3 separate regions of the Mus musculus genome follow, and all the other regions are linked to region 1. Evidence: chromatin contacts called from public HiChIP or PLAC-seq and promoter capture Hi-C data. All regions are on one chromosome and are shown on one strand. Each heading gives the region's core, a stretch centred on a gene start, on an enhancer-like site or on the middle of the called end of the contact. The rest is flanking DNA. Distances are from core to core; before and after follow the strand shown. Region 1 holds the start of Cyp24a1 (cytochrome P450, family 24, subfamily a, polypeptide 1). Region 2 holds the start of Spo11 (SPO11 meiotic protein covalently bound to DSB). Region 3 holds the start of Bmp7 (bone morphogenetic protein 7).

Evidence for each region. HiChIP or PLAC-seq counts read pairs in DNA pulled down with a chosen protein or histone mark. Capture Hi-C pulls out chosen DNA fragments and counts their contacts.
Region 2: a contact with region 1 is called in a promoter capture Hi-C map of liver, with 4 times the contacts expected there. The contact joins the promoter of Spo11 here to the promoter of Cyp24a1 in region 1. A contact is called at or near these places in 1 of 39 promoter capture datasets (hippocampal neurons) and 1 of 9 other capture datasets (liver).
Region 3: an H3K4me3 HiChIP or PLAC-seq map of embryonic forebrain shows a contact between it and region 1, with 4 times the contacts expected there. The contact joins the promoter of Bmp7 here to the promoter of Cyp24a1 in region 1. A contact is called at or near these places in 2 of 39 promoter capture datasets (hippocampal neurons and pre-B cells) and 1 of 115 datasets of contacts at active chromatin or transcription factors (embryonic forebrain).

What each region holds. Positions count from the first base shown.
Region 1 is chr2:170,495,230-170,499,237 of GRCm38.p6, forward strand. Cyp24a1 (cytochrome P450, family 24, subfamily a, polypeptide 1) reads right to left here and starts at 1,916. Exons shown (of 12, transcript NM_009996.4): 1 at 1,288-1,916; 2 at 945-1,135; 3 at 95-188. The coding sequence starts at 1,545. It also overlaps a transcript of Pfdn4 not described here.
Region 2 is chr2:172,977,586-172,981,593 of GRCm38.p6, forward strand. Spo11 (SPO11 meiotic protein covalently bound to DSB) reads left to right here and starts at 2,257. Exons shown (of 13, transcript NM_012046.2): 1 at 2,257-2,439. The coding sequence starts at 2,309. It overlaps Gm52538 (a long non-coding RNA gene), which reads right to left and starts at 1,535. Exons shown (of 3, transcript XR_003953974.1): 1 at 1,493-1,535; 2 at 659-756.
Region 3 is chr2:172,938,221-172,942,228 of GRCm38.p6, forward strand. Bmp7 (bone morphogenetic protein 7) reads right to left here and starts at 2,101. Exons shown (of 7, transcript NM_007557.3): 1 at 1,435-2,101. The coding sequence starts at 1,849. It overlaps Gm40010 (a long non-coding RNA gene), which reads right to left and starts at 1,425. Exons shown (of 3, transcript XR_867069.2): 1 at 1-1,425.

The sequences.
Region 1 (4,008 bases), core at 666-3,165:
TTTCCCTTTGTATTTAGAGCTGTGACCCAAAGTCCCCCGGTTAACAGCTCTCTGTCGCAGAGAGCCGCAGGAAAGCTGGCCCCAGTGCACAAACCTCATTGATTTTCTTGTCCAGCTTCATGATTTCCACGGGCTTCATGAGTTTCTTTTGGAAGGCGCTGCGGACCCGCTGCCACTCCTGTCCTTCCCTGCAGAGAAGGGGTATGCTTAGAGCACCACGAAAGAGGCTGCGCAGTGATTCGGGGAGCGCAAAAACTAACCCTGAAGATCGCCTGGAAAAGTCTCAGGAATCTTAGCTCTCAATGAATATTCGCGGCCGCCATCAGCCATCACTGACCCGAAAGAGGCTCACTGTGTCTCTCCGTGAGCTGATAGTTTATGGTAGTTATTTTCCTCAGTGGTGTAGGCTCTGACAAGATGTCTGTGCTCTAAATGACCCCCACCTATGGTCATGCGAGCAAACTCAGGGAGTTATAAACACAAAATAAAAACAACATGAAAATAGGAGAGAGAATTGTTGGGACAAGGGAGAATCTCAATAGGAGTGGGTGGGAGTATCAGAGAGGGCACTGAGTGATGAATGCGACCGGAAATACATTATAAACACGTATAAAATTGTCAAACAACGTTAAAATATTTGGTTTGACGTTAGGGTTAAGTCTTGCCCAAGACGACACCTGGAAGGTGAAGCCCAAATAAAGCGGGCATGGTGCTTTTGATGTGTCCTGTTGGGGGAGGCAGCATGTGTGCATCCCTTCACTGAATAGCTTGTGAGGGGAACCCACTCTCTACAGCACAATTTCAGGATGGCACCAGCTCTAGGTAGAGCAGGGGCTTTATATTCGTTGTCCATACGTCCCAGGGAACTCTAACGACTCCCCTTCCCCACTGTCCCGCACGTCCAGCCTCCCATCGTCTCCGTCCAGCAGAGGGGACTGACTCACAGGATCATCAGCCCGTAGGCTTCGTTGCGATGGTCCCGATAGGCTTTCCAGGGTTTGATCTCTAGCCGCTGGGGATGCGCGCTCTCTGTGCGGTACAGAGCTTCCAGCAGGCTCGGCGAGCCCAGATGCACCGAGTCGAAGGAGCCCAGCTTCATCCGGAAAATCTGGCCATACTTCTTGTGGTACTCTGCCTGCAGCGGGGCGGGCCAAATGCCATCAGCGCGCATCCTCAGGTGCCCCGGGCGCTTCTGCCTCGAGCTGCTGACCTGAGCTCCCCCTGCCACCCCGACCGGAAGGAATAGGGAACAGGGGACAATAGGTGATTAGGAAACAAACTATTTACCAGTGTGTCGTGCTGTTTCTTCAGGCCACCTTTCCAAAAAATCTCCAGTAGGCTGCCCAGCAGTGGCCAGTTGGTGGGTCCAGGTAAGGAGGTGACGTTCCGAGTCTCACCGTCGGTCATCAGCGGGCAGAGGGGCACCTCTTTTGGCGCACGCTTCACGTGCGCCTTGGATGTCACGGACCTTGGGGGTTGCCCGAGGTCCCGCAGCCGGCGCAGGAAAGCGATCAGGGGGCGCCTTTTGTCAATGGGGCAGCTCATAGTAGCAGGCGACCCGTGACACTCGAGGAGCAGTAGGGACTGAAATGGGTAAGGTATTTCGGAAGTGCTGTTGGGTTCTGAAGTTTTGGCGATTTGGGGAAGAGAGGCAAACAGAAGCCGCGGGTGTGGTAAAATACTGTACAACAGGATGGACTTGGAAGAGGCAGATGCCCAGGGATGCTGCAAGGTGCAGTTGTTTAGGGCGCAGGTCCCTGCCCTGAGCTGGCCACAGTGGCTGGGGAAGAGCGGCCGGGGTTTGGCCCGAGTACTCTGTGGCTTTGCAAATTTGACTTCTAAGGTCTAAAGCCACGAGGGGTCAAGGAGGGTCGAAGGGATGCCGCCAGGTCTGATGTACCTCCTTGTGCCTCCCCGAGCTCCCGGGCTTAGGGACCTCGTATTTATGGGAACAGGGCATGCTGGAGGTGGCCAATGAGCACGCTGAATAAGGGCGGAGGGGGACCGACTGGCAAGGATGGGAGGGACGCGGGGGGCGGGTGTGGAAAGAGGATGGAGTCAGCGAGGTGAGTGAGGGCGCCGGGGCCTCGGGTGACCGACACGCTGCTGGCCCGGCGGACGCACCGTGGTGGACTCCACCCCGGAGATAACCTGAGAAAGGCGAGTCGAGCCCAGGGTTCAGCGGGTGCGCTGCGAGCACGCCTCCTCTCCCTCCTCCTGCAGGTTGCAGCCGGCCTTGCAGGAGCCCAAGGCTGCGCTTGCACAATCGCCACTCAGGGCGGGCAAGGTTCCTGAGGACAGTGCGGAAGACCGCCCGCGCTTGCCAAGAGAGTGGAGAGCGAGCCTGCCTCCCAACATCCCGGGAGACAAGTTTTCGTAGCCTGAGCTGGACTTCCTTTGGATGAATGTTGCCTTTTTGAGCCTCTGAAGGAAGAGAGGATTTGAAACTTACTAGGATATACCAACAAGTGGGGGGGGGGGGGGGGCGGAGATAATTTTCTTACCCAGGGTCTTAAGCTAGGCAAGAAAGCCCAATGCGATTTGCAGAATTTCCTTACCAGATTCCTCGATGCTTCGGGTTGGGTTGTTAGGGAACCGAATAAATGAATGCACGTACACAGGTGTATGTCCTCAACAAAGGATGCTAGTGGCTTTAGTTCTGCGGGAGACTGTGGAGTGCCTTGAGGGCATGGCTTGGTTCCTTTGGAGTGCTTCCCAATGTCCCCTTAAGCCTTTCCTTCTTGCACACCGCCCACCCTTCGCAGAGCAGAGGCACCCACCGATTCCTAAGCGCCCCCACTTTCTCCCTAAAGCAGGCAGAGTTAGCCACAGATGCACCCTTGCTTTTGTATCTGGATAGATTAGAGCTCACTTTCCTAATTCTGGAAAGGAAATTGGTCTTCACTGATTTAAAGTGACTCATATTGTTTCCTGCTGTTCCAATGCCAAGCGCCAGCAACCAGGCAGGAGGCAGAGACTTTCCTCCTCGGCTTTCCAGTCACCTGACCGAAGGTTACTGTGACCCAAGCAATAGCAAAGTCTTCCGTAAACACCTGTCTGCTTCTGGAAAGGCTTTTGCAAATTTGTGATTTGTGCTCCAATACTGTCGTCTCGAATTTCCCCTAAGAGGTCGTGCTAACAAACAAACAAAAACTGCATATATGCAATAATTTATATGAAATCCACTAGATCAATGTTAATATGCACTGTCGTGTATACGGCATGCACTATAAGTTCATGTAGTCTCTTGTGTTTCTGTGAAACATACATTTTATAATATATGTAGTGCACTGTAGGCCATGTGAAAGTACCATATGTTAGACTTTCAAGAGCCTGTGACAAAACTGGAATTTCACTCCAATACTTATTTATTGATTGATAATTTATTTATGTATTTACCTCCCAAATGCTGCCCCCTCCCCCATCCCCTCACACTTCCTCCCTCCACTTCCCCTTCACCTCTGAGAGGATACCCCCCACCCCCACCCTCGTGGTTTATCATGTCTCTGGCAGGATTAGGCATATCCTTTCCTACTGAGGCCAGACAAGGCAGCTCTCTGCTGTGTATGTGCCAGGAGACAAATTTCACTTCAGCTCAACATCAAAAACACGTGAAAGAACCGTAACCCCACCCCCACCCCCCTGCCCATTGTCACAGACATTAGTAGCCCCAATGGCATTTGGATCCCAGTTTCTAACCCAGCCTGACTCTTCAGCATCGACATCCATATGTATCATTATTTCTATTGCTTTCTTGAGACAGTCTCATAGCCCAGGCTAGCTCAAACCCCTCATCCTCCTGTTTCCACCTCTAGAGTGTTGGCTGATGGTTTATTTCACCATGCCTAACATCACCTGGCCAATCATATCACTCTCTTCCATGGCGATGGAAGTATTCCTTCCATGACGATGTGCCCCAGAGGAGGGTGGGATCAGAACTTTCTCGTTTGGGTACGTGGCAGAGAGTGGCAGAGAGCATGCATCCTTAGAGGGAGGTGTTATTTCCGC
Region 2 (4,008 bases), core at 1,007-3,506, 2.5 Mb after region 1:
GGCAGATGCAGCTGCTGGCAGAACGCTCCCTCCCCCCACCTTTGTCACGGAGGTGGGAACCCCCGCCAGGCACCCAAACCCTGAGTCTCTCTCAAAGGATCTGCAGGTTTAGGCATCTTTGTTCATCTGCAGGCTCCTCCCTAGCCCTCCAGCCACCTCAGAACTTTTCAAAAGTCCCAGAGGAGGAGAGAGGCCTCTGGTGGAGTCTGTAGACCTGCGATTCAGGTCTGTCTCCAAGGGACATAAAAGGGGAGCCGTGTGTGAAACTCAGAAGAAAGCTGTGATGTCACCTTGCCCTCCCTCTTCAAGTCCTTCTGAAGCTTGCCTGTTGTGTGGCTGTCCTCCGGAGGAAAACTAAAACCAAAACCAAACCAACCAACCAAACAAACAAAAAGGCCACCACTCAGGACAAAGGGCTAGTTCCGCCAGGAAGAACCCTGCAAAATGCCAGCCCACCCTGAGCCAGACCCCTGGAGGCCCCTGGGTTCCCCAGGATCTGACATGAACCTGGCATCAAAGCCTCCCTCTTGGAGAACCGGCTCGCATGCTCAGCCTCGCATGCAGCTCTCAACCTTTCTGAGCCCAGACTCTCCATCCAGAAAATGAGGGTGAGTTTTCCCTACTCATTTCAAGTGTACCTATCTCCTGGTACACTTACCTGAGGTTCGCCCGTTTGTGTTCAGTTGCTGCATCTCCTTGGGCTGAGGGCTTCCTGAGGACAGAGACCTAGCTCCCTCATCCCTCTGGTAACCAGCACTGCATAGCACATGAGAGGCAACAGGAAGGAGTGTGATAATGATAAAGAAAGGCTCTTCACACAGGTCTCACACACACACACACACACACACACACACACACACACACACACACACACACACGCAGTGTTGGCTTTTAGCCTAGGCTCCACTCCATAGTTACTTGGCAATAGCCAGCTGGGCCTGACTCATTATAAAAGGGGTTGCTTGCCCCCTCCTCTCTCTCTCTCTCTCTCTCTTGCTCTCCTGTCCTTGCTCTCTTCCCCTCTTCCCCCTCTTTCCCCATTTCCCTCCCCCCTTCCTCCCCCCCATGTGCTCATAGCCAGCCTCTACTCCTCTATCCCCACCCCCCCTTTCTCTCAACTCCCTTCCCCATCCATGCCCTAAATAAACTCTATTCTATACTACAGAATAGTATAGGGAAGTGTGGCTGGTCCCTCAGAGGGAAGGGATGCCTCAGCATGGGCATGCAGAGAGGAGGCTGTTATTTCTGCCACTAGACTATTAGAAATAAAAACTATCAACTGGGGCCTGTGGTCAGGTGGCTCTCACGGGATCAGTCCCAGCATCTCTCATACACCTTGATTCAAGCCACTTTGGTCCAGTCAGTTTTTTACCTCATCCCAGTCTCTCTTTGTTAAGGATACGGTTCTAAGAGTCAAGGCTCCTCTAGGACTTCAGAAATCCCACCTTCTGCTCTAGAAGGCTCAGAGAGAATAAAGCGAGACATGTCTTACCGTAGGTCTGCAAGGAGAGGAAGTGATATTCACGCTATTAAGGCTTAGGATGGAAATACTATTTTCAGATAAGCAACAACTTTTTATATATTTTTAAAAATTCACTTTTTTTAAAAAAATATTTTTATGTGTGAGTACCACATGCATGCAGGAACCCACAGAGGCCAGAGGGCATGAGGTCCCATGGAAGTGTAGTTTTAGGCAGATATGAGTTGCCTGGCGGGGGTCCTAAGAAATGAATGAACCTAGGCTCTCTACAAGTGCATTAAAATTCTTAACGCCGAGCTTTCCCCAACGACAATCTTCTTAATAAAAGCAAATCCCAAACATGTTTTGGACAGTAAAAAGCCTTTAATCCCGGCACACAGGAGGAGGCAGGTGGAGAGGACCTGGTACAGAGGCAGGAAGCCAAACCAGGCAGAAATGTTTCCCTTCTCCCATACCTATCCCCAGGTCCATGACCGTCCTAGTGAAAAGTTGTAATTATTACCTCCCCAAATGACCCCCCAAAAGAGCTTTGCAAGTATTATTTCCCCTAAGTTATCAGACCAAGAAAACCTCGACCCCAGAGATCTGCATCTGAGAGCTTCATGTCCTCCCTGAAGGGTAGTGTGTGTGTGTGTGTGTGTGTGTGTGTGTGTGTGTGTGTGTGTGTGTGTGTGTGTGTGTTGGGGGGGCGCCTCAGAGGCCCCTGCGCCTGCGCACTCTGCTCCGCGGGCTGTCCCGCGGTCAGTGGTGCAGTGCGCATGCGCGTGGCTAGAGCGCGGAAAGGTTCGCAGGGGCAGGAGGCCTCAGAGCGGCTCCGCATCCGCCATTATGGCGTTCGCGCCTATGGGGCCCGAGGCCTCGTTCTTCGACGCCCTGGATCGGCACAGGGCTTCCCTGTTGGCCATGGTGAAGAGAGGCGCAGGGGAGACCCCTGCCGGGGCCACCCGCGTGGCCTCTAGGTACAGCAGCTCGGCAGGGCCATGGAAAGCCCGGGAAGGTTCCTCGTGGCGCCGAGGTGGCCTCCGTGGGGAGAGCGTCGGAGGCCACGTCCGAGCCCCGAAGTCGGTGCTCCCTAGTGCTCCCTGGTGGTGACCGGGACCCTGTACACACCAGATGTTTTCTAGAATGTTCCAGGCGCCCCGCTCTGGCTTAGTTCCTAGGTTTATCAGTGTCCTTTATAGTCAGAGAGCTTGAGACTTGCTTTGGATTTATGGGGCTTTGTCTTGTTTTGTTTTGTTTGTTTTTGTTTTTGTTTTAAATGAAAGCTGGGCTTTAATTTCAGCACCGGGAGGCTGAGGCAGGCAGGTTTCTGAGTTTGAAATCAGTAGTTCCAGAATAGCCAGGGCTGTTAGACAGAGAAACCCCATGTTGAAAAAAAATTGTGTGTGTGTGTGTGTGTGTGTGTGTGTGTGTGTAAAATAGGTTTGGGAGTGAGGGATAGAAGAGGAAAGAGAAAGTGAAAAGCGTTTACTCTCTGAACTACCACTAATTAATTTCTCAGAACTAACAAGGACATCATCACATTTTAAGTAATTTATAATAAGACTTTTTTTTTTTTAACCTGAAGGGAACAGATGAACATATTGTAAGTAATTTCTTCACAACCAACTACAGAGACTCTCCTACGGTTCACCTGACTATATCTTGACCTTCAGTATTTGTCTCAGCCTATTCCAAACTTTGAAAAAAATTGTGTTAGAAAATAGTAAATGTTTTAAAATCCATTTTCTGATCTATCCCCCCCCCCACATACACACAGTAGAAACGTTGAGAATTGTGTGGTTGTTAAAACTCAACATTTTGCCCATCTTCTTTGTTTAGCTTGGCTTTCCTCCTTAGGCAATGTGCCAATGTTGCTTAAAATGATTGAGATATATATTTTTTTTAAACTGATGGTTTGTGAAATTAACAGCCAGCTGGAGAAAGCTGGGTTCAGTCTTGATATTTTGTGGTAAAGAGGCATGATTTTTTTGTGGCCAAGTGAACTATTTAGTACAAAATTCATTTTTTTTTCTTTTCTTGTAGTGATTAATTTTTTTCCTTTTGAATCATTACAATTTAAGATGGTTAATTTTTAGTCATGATATCAATTTTAGGGCAATGTGCTATAAGAAAGTATGTATGTGTGTGAGAGCGAGCGCGCTTGCTCACTTGCAGGAGCGTATATGTGTGTTAATGTTTCTGCATTGAATTCTTGGGAAGGAAGTTCAAAGCTAGTCTTACATCATCCTCAGTTAAAACATTTTTACAGTAGTATTTCAAGCCAAGTCTGTATTGAAGTTCAGCGACATTGAAGTAAGTTAATGTGAGCAAATAAAAAATGTATTTGTAAGTTATATTAGCTCGTCATTAATGCAAAAGGGTTCTTTGAAAGAGGAATTTACAGGTAAATCTAATTTTTTGTAAGTAAGCGCTATGAGAACAGTTGTTGGAATCCATGCCAAGGTAAGAATTTGGTAAGAGAGATGGTTACTGACATGTGTTTGCAAGGCTTAAAGAGACAAACAGAAGCGAGGAGGGGTGGTCCA
Region 3 (4,008 bases), core at 851-3,350, 2.4 Mb after region 1:
GATAAATCCACATATTAAAAAAAAGAACGGACACAGTGAAAGGCACCCTCCATCTGCCAGCAACCTAAGCCCTACCCCCAGGAAAATCTCTCTGCGATTGGCCTTTCCTTCCCTCAGGACCTAGAGGCCTTTCCAAAGCAGGGCCTCTTCTTAACAAGTGTCTAAGGAGAATTAGAATTTGCTCTATATTATTTTGGCAGCTCTATCACCAGCTTTTACACCCTGACCCTTGAGTCATTATTTTATATTTTTGACCTTTAATGGAGCCAGACAATATCTCCCAGAAGCTCCAGGGCTTTTTATCTAGAGCTGAGAGGATTAACTGGGACCCTGTCTTCACGGAGATCCCTTCCGAGCCCCGGGTGCCCAGCGAGGGAGGGGTGGTCTTCAAGCTTCATTATTTCCAAGTTGACACGGCGGGAGCCCATGGTGCGTTTGGTGTCTTGACCTGGGGTTTTCTCAGCAACTTCCACAAGCAGAATAAAAGCGACACAGGAAACGGCACTATCAGGACTTGTTATCACCAAAGCCAAATATTTGATGATCTGCCCCACAGCGCACGGCTGGGGGTTAGTTTGAGCAAGTTGAATACGTGTGCGCGCACAGCTGCAGGGGGAGCTGTCTCAGACCAGCCGCAACCCAGCCTCGCATCACTCACTGGGTTGGCTGGAACTCCAGCAGGGAAACGGGTTCCCCAGCCATTCCATGGCGGCCTCTGTTCCGAGGTCCCCAGCCACCCAATCGCCAAAACCCGTGGTTTGCGCGCCACACGTGATAAACGCTGAAAATGGATTCTGCCCGCCCGGGACCTATCATTAAACATTTAAAATAGAAAACTCGCAATGGCAACGTTCTTTCCCCGGCTCCAGCCGAGAGTCCAAAGGTGGGCGACTGGCGGCTAGGCGAGGAGCCCCGCGGCACTCCGAGCGCACGCCGAAACCAGCGCTCCGCAATGGGACAGGTAGGGTCAGAGAGGGGAAGAAAAGGGGATGCGCGGGATGTCAGAACCAAGCTGGCCTCAGAGGGGCAGAGGAAAGGCGGGAAGGCAGCTTTGCCCACAAGGGCCCTTTAAATCCAGGTAGCGCGGGCCGCTGAAGCCGGTTCAGCTCACATGACCCAGCCGGGCGCTTTGAACTAAGCCGCTGCCGAGCCGGGACCTCCCGCCCCTGAGTGAGATGAACCCGCGGCGGAGCAGACAGAGACTCAGGGCTGGGGGTGCACCCTCCGGATAGCCCGGACAAACCCTCCGAGCCAGCAAGACTTATCCGAGACGCACAGAGCTTAAAGTCTACTAAGACCCCGGGGCGAAGAGTCTCTGGCGGGCACTGATGCTTTGCAAATGGAAAGGTGGACCACAGTGGCTGTAAGCAGAGACCCTCTCCCAGTCCCAAAGTGGCCCCAGTCTGAAATATATCCCCTCCCACCGCCACTCACCTAGGTTGACGAAGCTCATGACCATGTCGGCGTCAGTGAGGAAGTGGCTGTCCTGCAGGCTGGCTAAAGGGGGGCCCTGGGTACTGAAGACGGCCTTGTAGGGGTAGGAGAAGCCCTGTCCGTCCGGCCCGCTCTCCTCCACCGCCATGGCGTTGTACAGGTCCAACATGAACATGGGCGCCGAATTATGCTTTCCCTGGAGGTGCGGGCGCGGGCGATGGGGCAACCCTAAGATGGACAGGATCTCCCGCTGCATCTCCCGCCGCTCCTGGCTGCGGAGGCGCCGGTGGATGAAGCTGGAGTGCACCTCGTTGTCCAGGCTGAAATCGGCCAGGGCGGAGCGCAGCAAGAACAGAGGCGCCCAGAGCGCCACGAAGCTGTGTGGCGCCGCAGCGCGCAGCGAGCGCACGTGCATCGCGCCGGCTCTACGCGCGATCCGGGGCACCGGGCCCGCGCCGCCCCAGGTGGCAGCGGAGGGGGCAGGGCAGCGGTCCACGACCCGAGGTCACTTGCTGCAGGCGAGCTTCAAGGCGGCCTCGCCACACATGGCCACTCCCCGGCCGGCTGCGCTTTGCCCGGGACGCCCCTGTCCTTTACTCAGTTCTGGCCCGGGGCCCCTCGGCCCGCACTCGCCAGGACGCACGGCAAGGCTAGCACAGCAACTCCAGAGAGCGAGCAAGAGAGCGAGGAGGCGGGCCGGGGTGGGAGGAGCAGCAGCTTGCAGACCTACAAGTCCGGAGAGCGAGTGCCGGAGAGGCAGCTGGGCGCTGAGCGAACCCTAGCTCCCTCCTCCCGCTCTGATCGCGCTCGGGCCCGCGGGCACCAGCAACAAACCCCTTTCCGATCTCCCGCGTGCCCAATACAAGGGCCCTGCGCGCCCGGATCGCCCGCCCGCCGCCTCGGGAGCCCCGGAGTTGGGCGCGCTGGGGCCGGGGAGCGGGGGAGGAGCGGGAGGACTGACTTCCCCGCCCCTCCCGCTCCCGCTGCCTCCCACCTGCGCCTGTCCCCGCCCTCCCCAAGCCTGGCCCAATGGCTTCATTCATTCCTCCCAGGGCGCTCTACAAATATTTACCGAGTGCCCACCGGGTGTCCGGCACTGGGACAGACGCCGCAGGGACCCAGAGAGAAGAATCCCAATCTGCCCAGCTCTCTCGGGACTCGCACTTGGAAGTGGCCAAAGTGTAGCAACTAAGGGCTGTGCTAGGAAAGCATCCGGGAGGGAGCGCAGGAATCCGAGAAGGCTCCTCGGAGGTGGCCACTCTTGGACCTGGCTCATCTTTCGAACCGCCCCCCCCCCAACACTCCATTTGCTCCAGTCATGCAAAACCCCCTCGGTACCCCCACCGCTTGCCCCTCTGCTATCCTGGCTTTTGTTCCTCGGGGAACGTTCTCTCCCTGCCCCTCCCCCCTCGGGTGCCACTTCCTCTGGGAACCTTCCAGGACTGGCAGAGATAATGTGGAGATAAAGTTCTTTCTACACTTCACTCCCCCAACACACACACACATACACACACACACACACACACACACGCGCACACACACACACACACACACACACCTCCCCTCAAGTCCAGCACCCAAGGGATCCGGGCCCAGGTACTTCTCGGCTTTTCCTTCCCAAGTATCTTTTAACCCAAAGCCTTCAAACCCCAGATGCTGCAGCTCTACAGAGTACATAAGTGAAATCTGGGACTAGAGAATGTTCCCACCCCCCTCCTCTCTTGGGGGGGCGGGGTCCTGACATGAGTCCTTTGGTACCTCACTGTCTAACAACCCCACCCCTAGCCCCAGGTAGGGCCTGAGGAGTAGGCAGTTGGTACCCAAGTTCAGAAGAGCTCCCGACTGCATTTTCCTGTCTCAAAGGACTAGCCTCCCTCTCCTCCCAGGAGGAAACGTCCCAGACAGATACTGGGTCTCTCAGTGGATTGCTGCTCTTTGGAGCCTCCGTTTCCTAATCTGAAAAATGGGAGCAAAGCAGCCTTCACCCAGAATGGCAGTGAGTGAGTGGGGATGGTGAGCCAGGCTTCCTGCTTTGCTGAAGGTGGGCGACAAGCCAAGCGTTTCAGGGGTGGTAAAATGGCAAGTAGGGGCTGGGGAAGGGCCTTGAGTAGGGGGTCCCTCTTGAAGTCCTAGGGTGAGATGGGAAGCCTGGTCTTTCAGGCTTCCTGGAACAGAGATAACTACCTAGGTCTCTCAGGGCTCCTTGGTAGGAATTTTAGGTGATGTGACTGTCTGAGGGGCTAAAAGAGACATGCAGGTCTTAGCCCAGGCCTTGGATGCCACCAGTACTGAGTCCCTGGCCAGTGCAGACCTGAGAGGCCCCTCCCTGGACCTGCTGTGGTGGGTGATCTGAGGCCAAGCAGGCTGCGAGCTGGAGACATGACCTCCGGTGACCATGTTACAGTTCTTGATATTGAATAAACAAAGGGGCCCTGCCCTCATCCTGAAGGCTGTGTGTGGCCTTCTGTGGCCTGCATGGGTGCCACACACAGGCCAGGCAGGAGAACGTTGGGTGAGTGGGCAGGCAAGCATGGCAACCTCCACGGCTACCTGGTTCTTGGGCCCCTGGAAACA